Linked DNA regions of Zea mays: region 1 is linked to region 2. A link is a contact called in public Hi-C data. All regions are on one chromosome and are shown on one strand. The core of a region is the stretch at or near the end of the contact, and the rest is flanking DNA. Distances in the headings are between cores, read along the strand shown. Region 1 holds the start of LOC100281480 (protein kinase). Region 2 holds the start of LOC103643322.

Evidence for each region. A called contact is a pair of places that touch in the nucleus more often than the background predicts.
Region 1: a Hi-C map of ear shows a contact between it and region 2, with 2.6 times the contacts expected there. The contact joins the promoter of LOC100281480 here to the promoter of LOC103643322 in region 2. A contact is called at or near these places in 4 of 25 Hi-C or Micro-C datasets (bundle sheath, ear, endosperm and 1 more).

What each region holds. Positions count from the first base shown.
Region 1 is chr1:223,319,771-223,327,000 of Zm-B73-REFERENCE-NAM-5.0, reverse strand. LOC100281480 (protein kinase) reads left to right here and starts at 3,199. Exons shown (of 4, transcript NM_001154398.1): 1 at 3,199-3,533; 2 at 4,115-5,492; 3 at 6,296-6,751; 4 at 6,986-7,230. The coding sequence starts at 4,434.
Region 2 is chr1:223,139,819-223,146,942 of Zm-B73-REFERENCE-NAM-5.0, reverse strand. It overlaps LOC103643322, which reads right to left and starts at 2,465. Exons shown (of 2, transcript XM_008666473.4): 1 at 1,403-2,465. The coding sequence starts at 1,877.

The DNA of each region.
Region 1 (7,230 bases), core at 1,950-4,449, 180 kb before region 2:
AGTTGCTTTTAGGTTAGTCAAGTATTTAGTATTATTAGTAGAGCCAAGTTTTAGTAATAAACCCAGTTATTACCCAAAAGTACTCCCTCAAAAGAGGAAATACCAGAAAATCAGAATTATATCACCATTGTTAACCATCACCATAAAAGTATCCAAAGTTCTTCTAATCAAAGAGGATCCCAAGGCTGCTCTTAACCATGAGCTCGGCTGATATACCGGTTTTTAACACTCTGTAGAGGTTGTACACTTTACCCACAAGTCGTGATCCCTTTCCAGCCTGGGTTGTACAGACCCGATCTTCACTACCAAGGTGAATGGCTAGGGATACACTACGTAGCCTTTACAAAGACTCCCCTGGTGTATAGTTGCTCGTTAGGTTTTGCCAGTCGTACAAACGCAGTACACCTCCCCAAAGTGGGTGACTAACAAAACCAAATCGAATGAACCTCTGCACCCCAACCTTGGCAGAGCGAGCACTACGCCCGGTCCCCATTGACGGCCCTCAGGCAAAGCCAACTACACCCCCAGGTTCATCTAATTAATCAGCTAAGGGCGTCCCATTCCACCCTCATGGTTGCACTGTTATCCCGGGTGGTCACTCCACGAACAGGTCCTTACGGAGAGGTAATCAGGAAAAAGGCCTGAGTCCCCTAAAGTATCACAAGATCATCAACATAATCAGGATAAGAATATCGTACCATAAATGTTCACATCATGTTCATTGATTAAAGTCAAGGCAATAGCAAAATGCTAACCATGATAACCCAAAAGGTAAACAAGGATAAGTGAATACAGATTAGTCAATCCTTAGGTTTCATAAAGTAATGCTGACAGCGAGCCAGGGGCACAGGGCGCGCGTACGCGAAACGGTATCCACGATCTGGGTCGTGCGATCAAGATCGGACGGAGGGGATCAGACCGGGGAGGGGTGAACGGCTGCGGGCGGTGCTGCTCATCTCCGCAGCGGTGAGGTCGACGGAGTTGAGGCAGACGCGTGCTAGGGTGGCTCCGGGGTCGCCGGGATTGGGCAGAGAGGGAGAGAACGTCAAGGCGAACTCAGTGGCGGGGAAAAGGCCACGAATCCGCGGATAGAGAGGGGAGAACGGTGGGGAGAAAGCCTCGGGCGGGTCGGAGGAACTTCGGTGAGGGATTCCGGTCGTGGGGAGGGGGCTTGAGGCACGCTAAGGCCTAGGATAGCTTCAGCAGAGGCAGGGGTGACACAGGGACCAACATCGGGCACTAGGCCGGGCTAATTTGGCTGGCCACCGCGCGGGCGCAATGGACCACCACGGCCGAGCACCGGCGATGCCAAAATTGGCCGAGCATAGAGCGAAATCGGGGAAATTAAGCACGGGCAAAGGTGTCTCACCTCGGGGTGGCTTGGCGCGGTCTCCGTCGAGCTAGATGGCCGGGGAAGCGGGCGCGGGTCTCTGGTGGCGTGGGCAGAGCGCGAGAGAGGGCGGAGCTGTGCAAAATGAGGCGGGGGAGTGAGTGCGGGCTCTGGCGGGGCTCTAAGAGGGAGTTGGGGGCGCGTGGGTGGCGTCATGGCCGAGAATTCCGGCGACATGCGCGAGTGCGCACGCGCCGGTCCACGGCGAGGGCGAGGAGGGCGGAACTGACAGGGAGGGTCCACGACGCAGAGAGAGAAGGGGCGCATGGGACAACGGCTCAGCGCCTGGCAGAACGGGCCCGCGAGACAGAGAGAGAAGAGGGACGCGCGCGGGCGAAGCAACTGGCGCCGACAGGTCGGCTCCACTGGGCAGCGAGCGAGAGGAAGGGAAGGGAGCGCGGGACAGACTGCCGCTGACAGGCGGGACCCGCCTATCAGGGGCGGCTGGCGCGCGGCCTGGCTGGGCTGGTTTGGGCTGCTTTCCCTTTTTCTTTTTCTCTGGATTTTCTAATTCCTTTTCTATTTCTTTTCTATAGGGTTTTCAATTCCAAAATCAAATTAGGTTTCAAATTCAAATAAATTCAAACATGTGCAACACTTCAAAGAATATTTTAAGCTCAGCATGATGCAAATGTCATGATTCATAATGTTTTGGCAAAAATAAATAATTAAATCCCCCTAACTTTAAGCTAATTCTACTAAAAAGGAAGAGAGAGGGAGAGACAATCTATAGATAGATAGAAACTAGAGAGAGAAGAGTAACACATGAATTTGGGTGATAATTAGAAAGAAAATTTATATCCCCAAATTCAAGGTGATACACTTAACCCAGAGGTTCTTTCGAGGTAGGCTTACAAAAAAGAAGATGCATCTTGTTGATATGAGTACTATATTAATTATATTAAGCCTTAGGCTAGGATATTACCATCCACTAGGGGTCAGGATATCACATGGAGACAACATCGTCATTTGTTTCGAAGCATCAGTAGACACGATGGCCTCCTTCGTTTCCAGATTAACTGCTTCGTGGAAAAGAGAGAGAGAAAATAGATACACATGGTAACATGTGGGGTCCACATGTCAAATATGATCCTGTTTAGACCTAATTGAGACCCGAACAACGATTATGGACCCAACGGACACACTTTCAAAGTTTGTGGATCAGGATGACATATGACGATAAGTTTAAGTACCGAAAATGTATTTTACTGTTTTGAGGATCTTGGGGACATTACGATCTTGAGCGACATTACGCCAACAAACTACTTTATGTCTTGCCGTGTTCCCACAACCTCTAAAATAAAGCGAAAGATCTCCAAAAGTCTGGCAGCAAACGGATCCAGTAACACCGCAGCTTCCCGTAATAGAATAGGCTATGACCATGGACCGTGCCTGCGACTCGCGGCACCCAGCCATACGGGGACACTATCCTTCACATGCACGAGGTCCACATGGATCTGAGATGGTACCACTAGCAGGGTAGCAGCCCACGCTACGAAATACATGAGAAGACCTGTCTCGCTTCTCACGCACCTCCGCCGGCCCACCCCCCTCACAAAAAGAAGCACCATACGTACATGCTTAATTAATCTAAAAAAAGTCGTATCCAATAATTGACCGTATAATATTCGTTGAATCGGTGACTTCGCACGTAAACTTCGATCTCGATCTAACTTTAGTGTAGGAATAGTATTTTAAAATTTAAAAAAAGTATTCGGATGACTCCCATCGTGTCACGTCAGGCCACATAGCACGCACAAAGCCGGCAGGATTGGTGCTCATGCGGGACTAGGACGGCGACGGGGACGCCGGCCTCCCCCAGCACCTGCCCGCACCGAAGGCCGAAGCCGCTGGATTCGCCAAAGCAATAAAAACCTTTGGCGGCCTCTCCATCGCAACATTTTTCTCATCCTCCTCCTCCCCCCCGCGCCGCGCGAACTCCGCTTCCAGGTTTCCGGCGTCGCCTGGCCGCCTTCCTTACCGGCGCGCAGCTTTGGATCCGTACCGTCGTCCCTCCTTCCGTCGGCCGCCTTTTATTGCACAGCACACCCACGTTGATGCGCGTTCCTCCCACTTTCGTGGCTGCCTTGCTTGCCTGGTGCCTGCTCGTTCGCGGCTGGCGTCGTCCGCTCCTCACGATCGGGTAAGCGGCGGCGACGCCTCTCGCTCGTCTATGTTGATGATTGTGAGGAAGGGTCGTCTTTGTTGAATGTTGATGATTGTGAGGAGGGGGCGAAGGCCAATTCCTGTTTGGATTTGGGCACCGGTTGGTTGGTTACGTTTTGCGTCGCGTCGTCAGGGACGACGGGGTGTGTGTGTGTAACTGTGTATAGTGGGATTTGAATTCCGGCTCCGCGTCATGCTTCCCGCAGATTCGCGTTTCTCGCGTGCCCGTACCGCCCTGCCGCGCCGCTCGCCCGCCCGCCCTTTTCTTTTTCTTGACCTTTCTCTATTTCCACATTATGCTATGGTGATGCTTCCCGCACGTCTCTGTTTTTTTCCACGCCGAAGTCCGGATCCGGCACGGTTCGTCGCGCTTCGATCCGAAACTCCTCTGTTCGTAGACGTAGCTTGTGGCTTTTGACCGTTTTTCTTTTCTGGCGACTTCAATTTCAAATAAGAATTCATCTACGTTTCTTTCTTTCTCGTTGACCAAGCGTATTGATCTCTGACGTCTGCTGCCTCTGCTTTCGAATTGGTTTGTTTCATTCATCGAATCTGCAGAGCTATCGAGCGGGGCAGAAGGTTCGGTTCGGGGTCCTTCTTCAACAAGGAAAGGGAGCAGCACTACCAAATGTGGCGCTTGTTTAATGACCTGTGGGATGTGCTAGGATCCGGATTCCTCTCGTCCAGATTTCTCTGATCCAGCTGTATCGGGAATACGGGACCATCTCGTTGGTGGCAGCGAAGCAGACATCCACCAAGACCAAGGCACCAATCCGCCTCCTGCGCGCGCTCCATCGCTCTTATCGTTGACGACACGAGCGGCTGCCAATTCCTGGGCTCGCCATTGGTTGGTGGCCTCGGGATCTGAGAGAGGAAGATGGACGACGAGGATTACTCGTGGGTGCGGCGGACGCGCTTCTCCCACTCCGTCGTCCGCTCCAATTCCGGGAGGGAGCAGTTCGGCGCATTCGTCGAGCAGTTCAACCGTGGGGCCGCGCTCAGGCAGAAGGGCTCCGCCTCGGGGTTCAAGCTCCATGGCCTCAACATGGAGCCAGGGACGAGGTTGTCCACATCGTCCCTTCCGACGACGAGCTCGTTCTGCGCCCAGCCCAAGCCCAAGCCTAAGGACATGTCATCTTCAGACGCCAAGCCGGGGCAGCACGCCAAGGCAGTCAGCGATCGCCCGTCGTCGCAAGAGGCATCGGCGAGGAAGGAGGACGATGCCAAGGCTTCAAACGGAAAGAAAGGAATTGGCAAACTCAGCGTGGCCGTACCTCGGGTACCCGCGGTTCAGAGCGCGGAGGTTGAGAGCCCGGGAGCACTCGAGTTCTCCTTCCACCCTGACGAGCAGAGCCTGAAGCTGCAGAGAGCGTGCTCAAGCCCTGCCCCGTTCCCGCGGAAGAAAACGCCCGGCGATGATGCCCTCACGCGCAGCTCGTCGCTAAGTGTGCTCGGCGAGGCGCCCAAGACGAAGCAGAGGGCGAGGTCTCCCCTCCCGTCTCGCCACGTTGCTGAAGTGTTTCAAGAGGCCAAATCAGCCACCAAGAGGTTCTCCACTCCGCCGCCGCCCCGGAGATCCGCGTCTTCTCTAGAGCTGAATGGTTGTCCTCCAGCGCCGGTGACGGTGAGGGCACCGGGCAAGCTGAAGAATAGGAAGGAGGGCCATGCCAACGGGAGGATGAAGGTTGCTGCAACTGCACTGGAGGTACTCGAGAAATGGTCCGTCGATCGCTCCCAGCTGCTCATTGGGCACAGATTCGCGTCCGGGGCTCACAGCCGGTTGTTCCACGGAATCTACAAAGAGCAGCCTGTTGCTGTCAAGTTCATCAGACAGCCTGATGATGAGGAAGATGCAGAGCTGGCTGCTCAGCTTGAGAAGCAGTTCCACACCGAGGTCGCCACTCTGTCACGCCTCAATCATCCTAATGTCATCAAGGTAACTGACGACTTTCCGTTTTGTGATATTTTTATTTATGATGATTATGCTAACATGATTCTACACTGGCTGTGGAACAGCTTGGAATGTCAAATTATTTTATTGCGTGCATGAGGTTTTCTAGTTATTTTACTTTGCTAAAATTTGGGTTTAGATGCAATCATGGTTATATGGTCAACTAAAAAGAAATTTGATTATTGATGTATATGCAGTATTCTACTACCTCCGTTCACAAATATATGAAACTATTGACTTTTTTTCAAAAACTTTGACCACTCGCCTTATTCAAAAATGTAAAATTTTAAGTTAAGCACAAACTACTTTAAGTGATAAAATAAACCAAAAAATAACTCATTATTTTTTAAAATAAGATGAGTGGCCAAAGTTTTTTTTAAAAGTCAACGGTGTCATATATTTATAAAAGTAGAGTATTTTTTCTTGTTGACAACTGTTACAGTATATAAAATTGCATAGCCACATGGACGCTTGAACCTGTTATGAACTTTCAACTTATTTTGAATGGAAAACCTTAAGGGCTATTTGGTTTCATACTTAAGACGACACAATCTGTCAAACTTAGTCGCTCGAATTGAAGAACTAAGTTTAGGCAGAAAAGTTAGGTACGTTGTGGAATCCTATCCTACACTTAAATGCCTATCACATGGGGACATGTAGTGTAGTCCTCTGTTCAGTTGAGTGCAATCATACTGAAATTCAGGAAACGAAAGCCATCTTTATCATATTTACAGATCAGGACTTGCTTTTTTGAGTTTTCTCACTTCATTCACATTTTTTCTTTGTAGCTGGTTGGAGCATGCAGCAGTCCACCAGTATTCTGTGTCATCACTGAATTCCTTTCTGGTGGTTCTCTGCGAGCGTTTTTGCACAAGTTGGATCACAAAGCTCTTCCTCTAGGCAAGATCATCTCAATTAGCTTGGACATCGCACGCGGCATGTCATACATTCACTCGCAGGGAGTTGTTCATCGTGATGTGAAGCCAGAGAACATCATATTCGATGATGTATTCTGTGCAAAGATTGTTGATTTTGGAATAGCTTGTGAAGAAGAGTACTGTGACCCTCTGGCAAACGACACTGGGACATTTAGATGGATGGCTCCAGAGATGATGAAGCACAAAGCGTACGGTCGAAAAGTCGACGTCTACAGCTTTGGCCTTATTTTGTGGGAAATGTTTTCTGGAACGATACCATATGAAGAGCTGAACCCATTTCAAGCAGCTTTCGCTGTTTTTGACAAGGTAATAACCTGATGCCTATTTTCTTTCCTCCATGGTCACATATATATTCATTGACTTGTTTAAAATTAAGAGATTGAGTTGCTAAAGAAACAATATGTTGAAAAGACATTTCAAATAGTGATGCTGTATGGTGAAGTTTTAGGAGTACACATACATTCTTGCCTCATGACTGTGCAATATATAGTGTTGCTTTTTGGAAAATCTAAATGACGAACGTACTTTTCTACTTTTCAGAATGTGAGGCCGGCCATTCCTACTAGCTGCCCAACACCAGTACGTCTTCTAATTGAGCAATGTTGGGCCTCGCATCCGGAGAAGAGGCCTGACTTCTCTCAAATAGTTCAGATACTGGAGAAGTTTAAGAGTGTTCTTGACAGAGATGGCACACTCGACAATATGCCAAGCTCGATCTGTCAGGAGACTCATGATCACAAGAACTGGCTTGCTCATTGGGTCCAAAGGCTCAAGCATAGCCAGCC
Region 2 (7,124 bases), core at 1,216-3,715:
TCCATCTGAAAGCCACTAAAAGCATGTCTAGAGATGCTTTCATTTTTACACTGTGAGAAAAATTACTTTAAAAAAAACTGCTTTCAAGATCCAGCCCTTTGTTTTGTCTTTTAGCTTGTAAGGGACGAAAGCCAAATCCAAAAGTCAAACCAAACACACCCTATCACAATCATTTCTTTGTGTCTCGACTGATGCAAAGAAAACTACAGTGGTTAGAGATGGGATGCTCAGATTGAATTATCAGAGTTTGGTCAATCTGGAAGAACTGGTGGACACACTACATGTACAGAGATTTAAAACTGGAAAATCAAGATTTATTTAGAAATTTCGTATTTTACAACAATAAGGCTAACAAAAAAATAATAAGTTGCAGTCTGCATAGCAAGGCAGCAACGATTTGCAGTTCTGGGCCAAACTGTCCTGACTGTAGCAGCATGTGATCTGATAAGACAGAAGAGATGGTGCAAGAGGGAGGGGGCAAAGCAACATGGAAGCCAAAACCCAAAATGGAACTTTTCCCCTGGGCTCCATGTCTGACTCCCCACTAATGATCAACAATAACACAAAAGGCAAGGTTCTAAAAAACAATGACATATAGGGAGCAATCATTTTATATAGTGGATGGCTGGATGCCTGAATTTCCAATAGTAATAGTAAGATATGTTTGGGAAGACGCGAAAAGAATGGATGTGTAGGACAAAAGCTCAGACTAGCAAACAATAATAGGCCATAAGACTATCTCCAGCAGTTTACACATCTCTATCCTTATATTCAATCTTCACTCTGCAACAGTGTAGTATACAGTGCAAAATAATGTTTTAGGTTTGAAGACGGTCTAACTAAGATGTATGGTAGGACTAAGCTCAGTCCATTGCAATATTGAAGCTATCCAAACTAGACTAGACACAAAATTAAGGGCACATCTCCTAGAACAAAAAATGCAGTGCCATATGTTTATTTAATGCTGACCAATTTTTTGAGTTTTCAAGGTTTCCGATAAATTTATGATTACAATAGAAAAATTGATGAATATGACACATGATTAGAAGTTTCCAAGCAAACTCAGCAATTGATTCACAGCGTCACTAACCGACCTTATTAGTTGGAACTTGGAACATGGAACACCGCACACTGTACAAAAAGTGAGGGATACTGCTAATGTGATATTTTTTTGGGTAAAACGGTCGAAGGCATTCAACAGTTGATAACTAGAAACTTGCCAAATTTAGGGCATCATTTTAACAGGCTAAACAAGCAAGTTCAGCTATGTACTGTAATTAATTAGTACGTAATGTCTAACTACCTGCTCAGTTATGTACTTTAATTAATTAGTACGTGTTGTCTGTCTACCTGCTCAGTTATGTACTTTAATTAATTAGAAAGAGCAGCATATTGAGCTTACCAGAAACACCACCGTGACCGTGAGCGACACCACCAGGAGCAGGGAACTTGCCATCAGGACGGTCAGGCCGGTCAGCGCGGCCGCGGCGATAGCACCGCACGAGGACGGCGAAGCTTCCCTCGGAGTCAACGTCACTCTGGAGGTCCGGCGCGAGCGGCTCGAGCCAGCCGATGGACCAGTCGGAGCCGTCGGAGTCCGAGTCAGACAGGCAGCCGTCACCGTCGGACTGCACGATAACCATGCCGTGCTCGCCATCGACCTTCGCCTCCACGCGGCCACCGCGACGGCGGCTCTTGCCCTTACGCCGCTGTGCCGCGCCAGAACCAGGGTCTGGATCCCGGAACCCCGACGGGGAGTCCGGGAAGAGGCCTTCCGTCAAGGCCGTGCTCCCCGCCGGTGGCTCGCGGCCTCTAGGATTTCTAGTTCTGCTCCCCGGCCATATCCACTGGGAGAAGCGGCTCAGCGACATGGCCATTATGGGGAAAGAAAGAAATAAAAGAATGCTCGGGTCCTATCCGGGTGGAAATTGAGGGCAAAACTGACAAAATCAAAGTAAAGCAACAGAATAATCTGCGAGGAAGCCTTATCTTCTTCAAGAACTAACTAGACATCTGTCTCAACAAAAGTAGATTGGCAAAGGCGCTGCCTTTAAAGGAAATCAACAAGGTTGGATCGAGTGGAACGAAAGAAATCGCTGATAATTATATAGTGGTTGTTTCTCGGCGCAAATCAGAGGAGCAAGTAGAAAGCAACGGTAGTTTAAGAGTTTCTGAGACGAAATCTATCACCCGAAAAAATTGTCTCCACTCCACAGAAACGAGATGAACCAAGAACAGGCTGATTATAAAAGCCTCAAGGAGAGAAGGCGAGAGAGATTCGGCAACCGAAGAGATGGGAAGAGCTGAAAAAGGTTGTTGCGAGGTCGCCACGAGAATCTTGGGGTGGTGGAACCCGCTCCCTAGATTCGGATCTTTAGGTGTGGGGAAGAGGGAGAGTCGGAGCCAGAGAACTGCGTGACAACGAAGAAGAGGGGGCCTAGGACGCCGACGACCCAGATTGCGAGCCCAGCTTGGGGGAGATAGATCTGGGCCGTCTGCTGGGCGTGGCCCACGGCAACCAATCGTCCGCATGGAACGGATCCTTGCACGACTGATCGTCGGCCGTCCGACGTGCGAAGCAAGTTTCCGCTGCCGTTGGGAACTTGGGATTGTCGTCTCCTGCCACTTGTGTTGTGCGTGCTGGGCATGGGCTCATCATGGCATGCTCGTGATCGTCACTAAACAGTAATGTAACGTTTCTCTATCATCGACAGTGAGAGCTCATTTTAAAGAAACTGGAGCTTCGGAGGACTACAGAAGAAGAACGTCAGGAATAGGTCAAGGAGCTGACAGGAACGTCTACCCTGCTAAGGCTATCCGGAGCAGTTTTACCTTAGACCAACTCCAGCAACACTCCACATCCCACTCCGCATCCGCATTATACACGCTCTGAGTCACTATTTCGCTCTTCAGCAGCCTCCGCATCCGTCTCCGCAAAACAGACGCCGTGTACCTGCACTCCCCTTTTCCACGGTTTCTCTCTCCTCTCCGCAGAAGACTGCATGCGCCACCTCCTGCTCGCGGGCCCCGGCTGTCATAGACTCCGCATACAGTCTATGACAGCTGGGGCCCGCGAGCAGCTGGGGCCCTACATCTTTACTTACCACAGTGCCACAGTGGTTCCCCTACAAAATCCCCCTAAACCCCACCATACTATTAAAATATACATTTCGCTACAACTTCCTCAACTATCATCCTTCTATTTTCTTTTATTCTTTTATTCCCTTTGTTTAGACGCATGCAAGTATATGAGATATTGACACATAATATCATTTTTCATAGAACATTATTTCTCCATCAATTACCATACCAACCATTCAACATTATTTTTCTTTTTATTTCTATCGAAATTGTATTTGACATCTTCCAGACACACGCCCACGGTAACAGAAATCTTCACTCCCCACACGCCCACGGCAACAGAAATCCCCACTCCTCATTCCTTTCTTCTACAAAGCTCCACCAACAGATCTCGAGAAGCTGCTCGCTGCTTTCCGCATTTCTGTGCCATCATGGGAACCGTGGAGCAGAGAGCGGCAGAAAGCAGCGAGCAGGATGCAGATCCGAGACACGTCGTCTTCTTCCCCTCGCCCCGGCTCCGTCTGCACGCTCAGTCGGGCATCGAACATCCTCTGTGCCGTCATGGCGTGTCGAGCACGATGCACGCCACCGGTCACTATCGTCGGCACCTCCTGCCTCCCCTCTCTAGCGAGCCTCGATTTCAGCAGTAGCGCACGAACGAGATGACGGAGCAGGAAGAAGCCAATCGTCCTGCGTAGCGTTCCCCCGCATCTAGAGGGAGAGAGAGTGTTGCGGCGAGACAGGGGATAGCAAGAGGGCTGCGATGCAGGTGGAGGGATTCTATAGCCTCTAAAGTAGCGGAGGGGAAAGGAGGTTGGGAAGCACTGCAGACAATCTAATGCTACACAGAACTAGCCATCAGAAACGATTGACAATCAGATAGAGTAATGTTGGTTACTTAGTTTTTTATTTCTGTTGCTTTTAATTCCTGAAGGATATATAAAACAAGGCATATAAGTCAATTAATCTTCCTCTTCTCCTTTTAATTAAATTTTCCTAAAAAGATTAATTAAAGGAGAAAATGTTATATAAATAAATAATGAAGGAACAAAAAAGTCAAAGCATAATAATTTGATGAACAACTCATCTCAAACGTACGAACATGACTTTTCTTCGTTCCTTTATTAACAAATGTAATTGCAGTTATACATTCAGCTTTACAGAAAGCAATATGAAGACAAAAGAGAAAAACAGCTTCGTAGGTAAAACGAAGCAATTTGTCTCATTCAAAAAGTGTCCTCTATTTATAGCGGAGGATACAACTTCTAACAATCATGTACTCTAACCTATACATATGAACTATGAAATCAACTATAGGCATTGTCGTCTTTTCTCTTTGTAGTCTTGTTGATCAAGTCTTGAAGATTTCACCCTTCCCTCGTTGGTTCCTTTGTAACGTGTCCATGCCGCTGAGCCAAAGCATATAGCTTCGTCTTTGCAAATGCAATGCATGTACACCATCTTCAAACAAATGTGTACTTTACTAAAATAGACTTGGAAACAACAATCAAGCTAATGTCGGACCTTCGGCTAAGGAGGCCCCAACCGCTAAGATGACGACTCTGGTCTCATCTGAAGAAACCCATAGAGACGAAGATGTTCATGACATAGTGGAAATGGGAGCTACGATGCCAATTTCTGAGGCTATGAAAGCGACAACTGAGATAGGGGCCAATGAGGAAGAAGACATTGTGGAGAAAAGTGTCTCAAAAGCTAAAGAAGAGGACAATGACATTCAGCCAAAAAAGCTAAGTTACATTAATGAGAAGGATGGGGTTCACTTTGCTAGCAACGAGACCACTTCGCAACCGAAGGATGATGATATCATAGTTTTCAGGAGCTTTTTTCAAGCTAGACTTTGGCTGCCATTGTTCAAGATGATTGTCAAAGTCTTAAAGAAATACAAGATTTTCATGCACCGGCTAACTCCAAATGTGATAGTCAGATAGTGTCTTGATACGGGCAGTGCACAGCTAGGGTGTTAGAGCTGAAGCCTTCTGTAGAGCTCATGAACTACACTATCTGACGAAGGCTAGGCCTTCAGACAGTTTTCACAATAACTTGGGATGCTACAATTTTGCCTATCGGAAATACATGAAGTATCTTGTACTAGCATACGAGACAAAATGGTCGGCTGACTGGACAAAAGAGTAGTTCTATGTGAAAGCTGATTCCAAAAAAAGAGAAGAATTTAAAGGCATTATTATGAGTCCTCTAAAGGTTAGATCGACTATAAGTGTCCTATTTGCAACATGGCCTTGGGCTCAACATCTCACACGGCTCATGTGGCCTTCAATACAGTGATAAGGCATATTGGCACCCGCAGCCTAGTGTAGGAATTCCTTGCAACCTAAATATTTCCCATGCTATCTGGTTGGGGAATGTCCAAGCCCAAAAAGAGGACAAAGAGGTTACTGCAATGTGTTGAAACCTGAAAGGGAATTAGGCTTACACCTAGTTCCTAATTAATTTTGGTGGTTGAATTACCCAACACAAATTATTGGACTGACTAGTTTGCTCTAGATTATATGTTCTACAGGTGCCAAAGGTTCATCTATAACTATACTAAATCGACTGTCCAGAATACCGTAGATTATTCCGGACAGGAGAAGCTTTTTGGAAAAACAGTCCAAGCGCGGACCGTCCGGGCCCCTGCGGCGGACCGTCCGCGACACCAGGATAATCTTCGGGCAGAACCAATGCAAAAATACAAGTCTACACTACGGACTGTCCGGAGGAAAAGCAAGGACCGTCCGAGCCCTCGCGCGGACCGTCCGGCCTCAGGCGCGGACCGTCCGGTAGGTGAGAAACCGAAAAAACCCGAAGGTGACGGGTTCGAAAAAATGAATTATAGCGGCCTCGCGGACCGTCCGGGGTGCACGACCGGACCGTCCGCGACTGGCTTTATCTGACATCTGACGACGCATTAAATGCAATATAGTCGTTGATATAGCCGTTGATATAGCCGTTACTGCTGACCGTTGCGTTTTCAGCCGTTGATCTACAGGGGCGGACCGTCCGGACCAGGCGGGCGGACCGTCCGCGCTCAGCAGAATGGAGCAACGGCTAGGAAGTGGTTGGTGGCTATAAATACAACCCCAACCACCTCCATTCAAGTCATCCAAGCATTTCAACCTTCAACATTCAATACAAGAGCTAGCAATTCATTCCAAGACACATTCAAAGCCTCCATCTCTCCAAGTTTCACAATTGAGAAAAGAGATCATTAGTGATTAGTGACTTGAGAGAGAAAGTGATCCGTGTGTTATTTGTCGCTCTTGTCGCTTGGCTTTTTGCAATCGTGCTTTCTTTCAATCTTTCTTGCGATCAACTCAATTGTAACCAAGGCAAGAGACACCAATTGTGTGGTGATCCTTGCGGGGAAGTTTGTTCCCGTTTGATTGAGAAGAGAAAGCTCACTCGGTCCGAGAGACCGTTTGAGAGAGGGAAAGGGTTGAAAAAGACCCAGCCTTTGTGGCCTCCTCAACGGGGAGTAGGTTTGCGAGAACCGAACCTCGGTAAAACAAATCCGTGTGTCACACTTCTTATTTGCTCGCGATTTGTTTTCTACCCTCTCTCACAGACTCGATCATATTTCTAACACTAACCCGGCTTGTAGTTGTGATTAATTTTGTAAATTTCAGTTTCGCCCTATTCACCCCCCCCCCCCCTCTAGGCGACTATCAATTGGTATCAAAGCCCGATGCTTCATTAGAGCCTAACCGCTCGAAGTGATGTCGGGAGATCACGCCAAGAAGGAGATGGAGACCGGCGAAAAGCCCACTACAAGCCATGGGAGCACTTCATCGGAAGAGTCTCGCACCAAGAGAAAGGAGAAGAAGAACTCCTCCAAAGGGAAGGAGAAGAAGTCTTCTTCACACCAAAAGGAGAAGAAGGAGAAATCCGCTTCTCACAAGACGCGTCGAAGTGGGGACAAGAAAAAGAGGATGAGGAAAGTGGTCTACTACGAGACCGATTCTTCATCGCCATCCACCTCCGGCTCCGACGCGGCATCCGTCACTTCTAAGCGCCAAGAGCGCAAG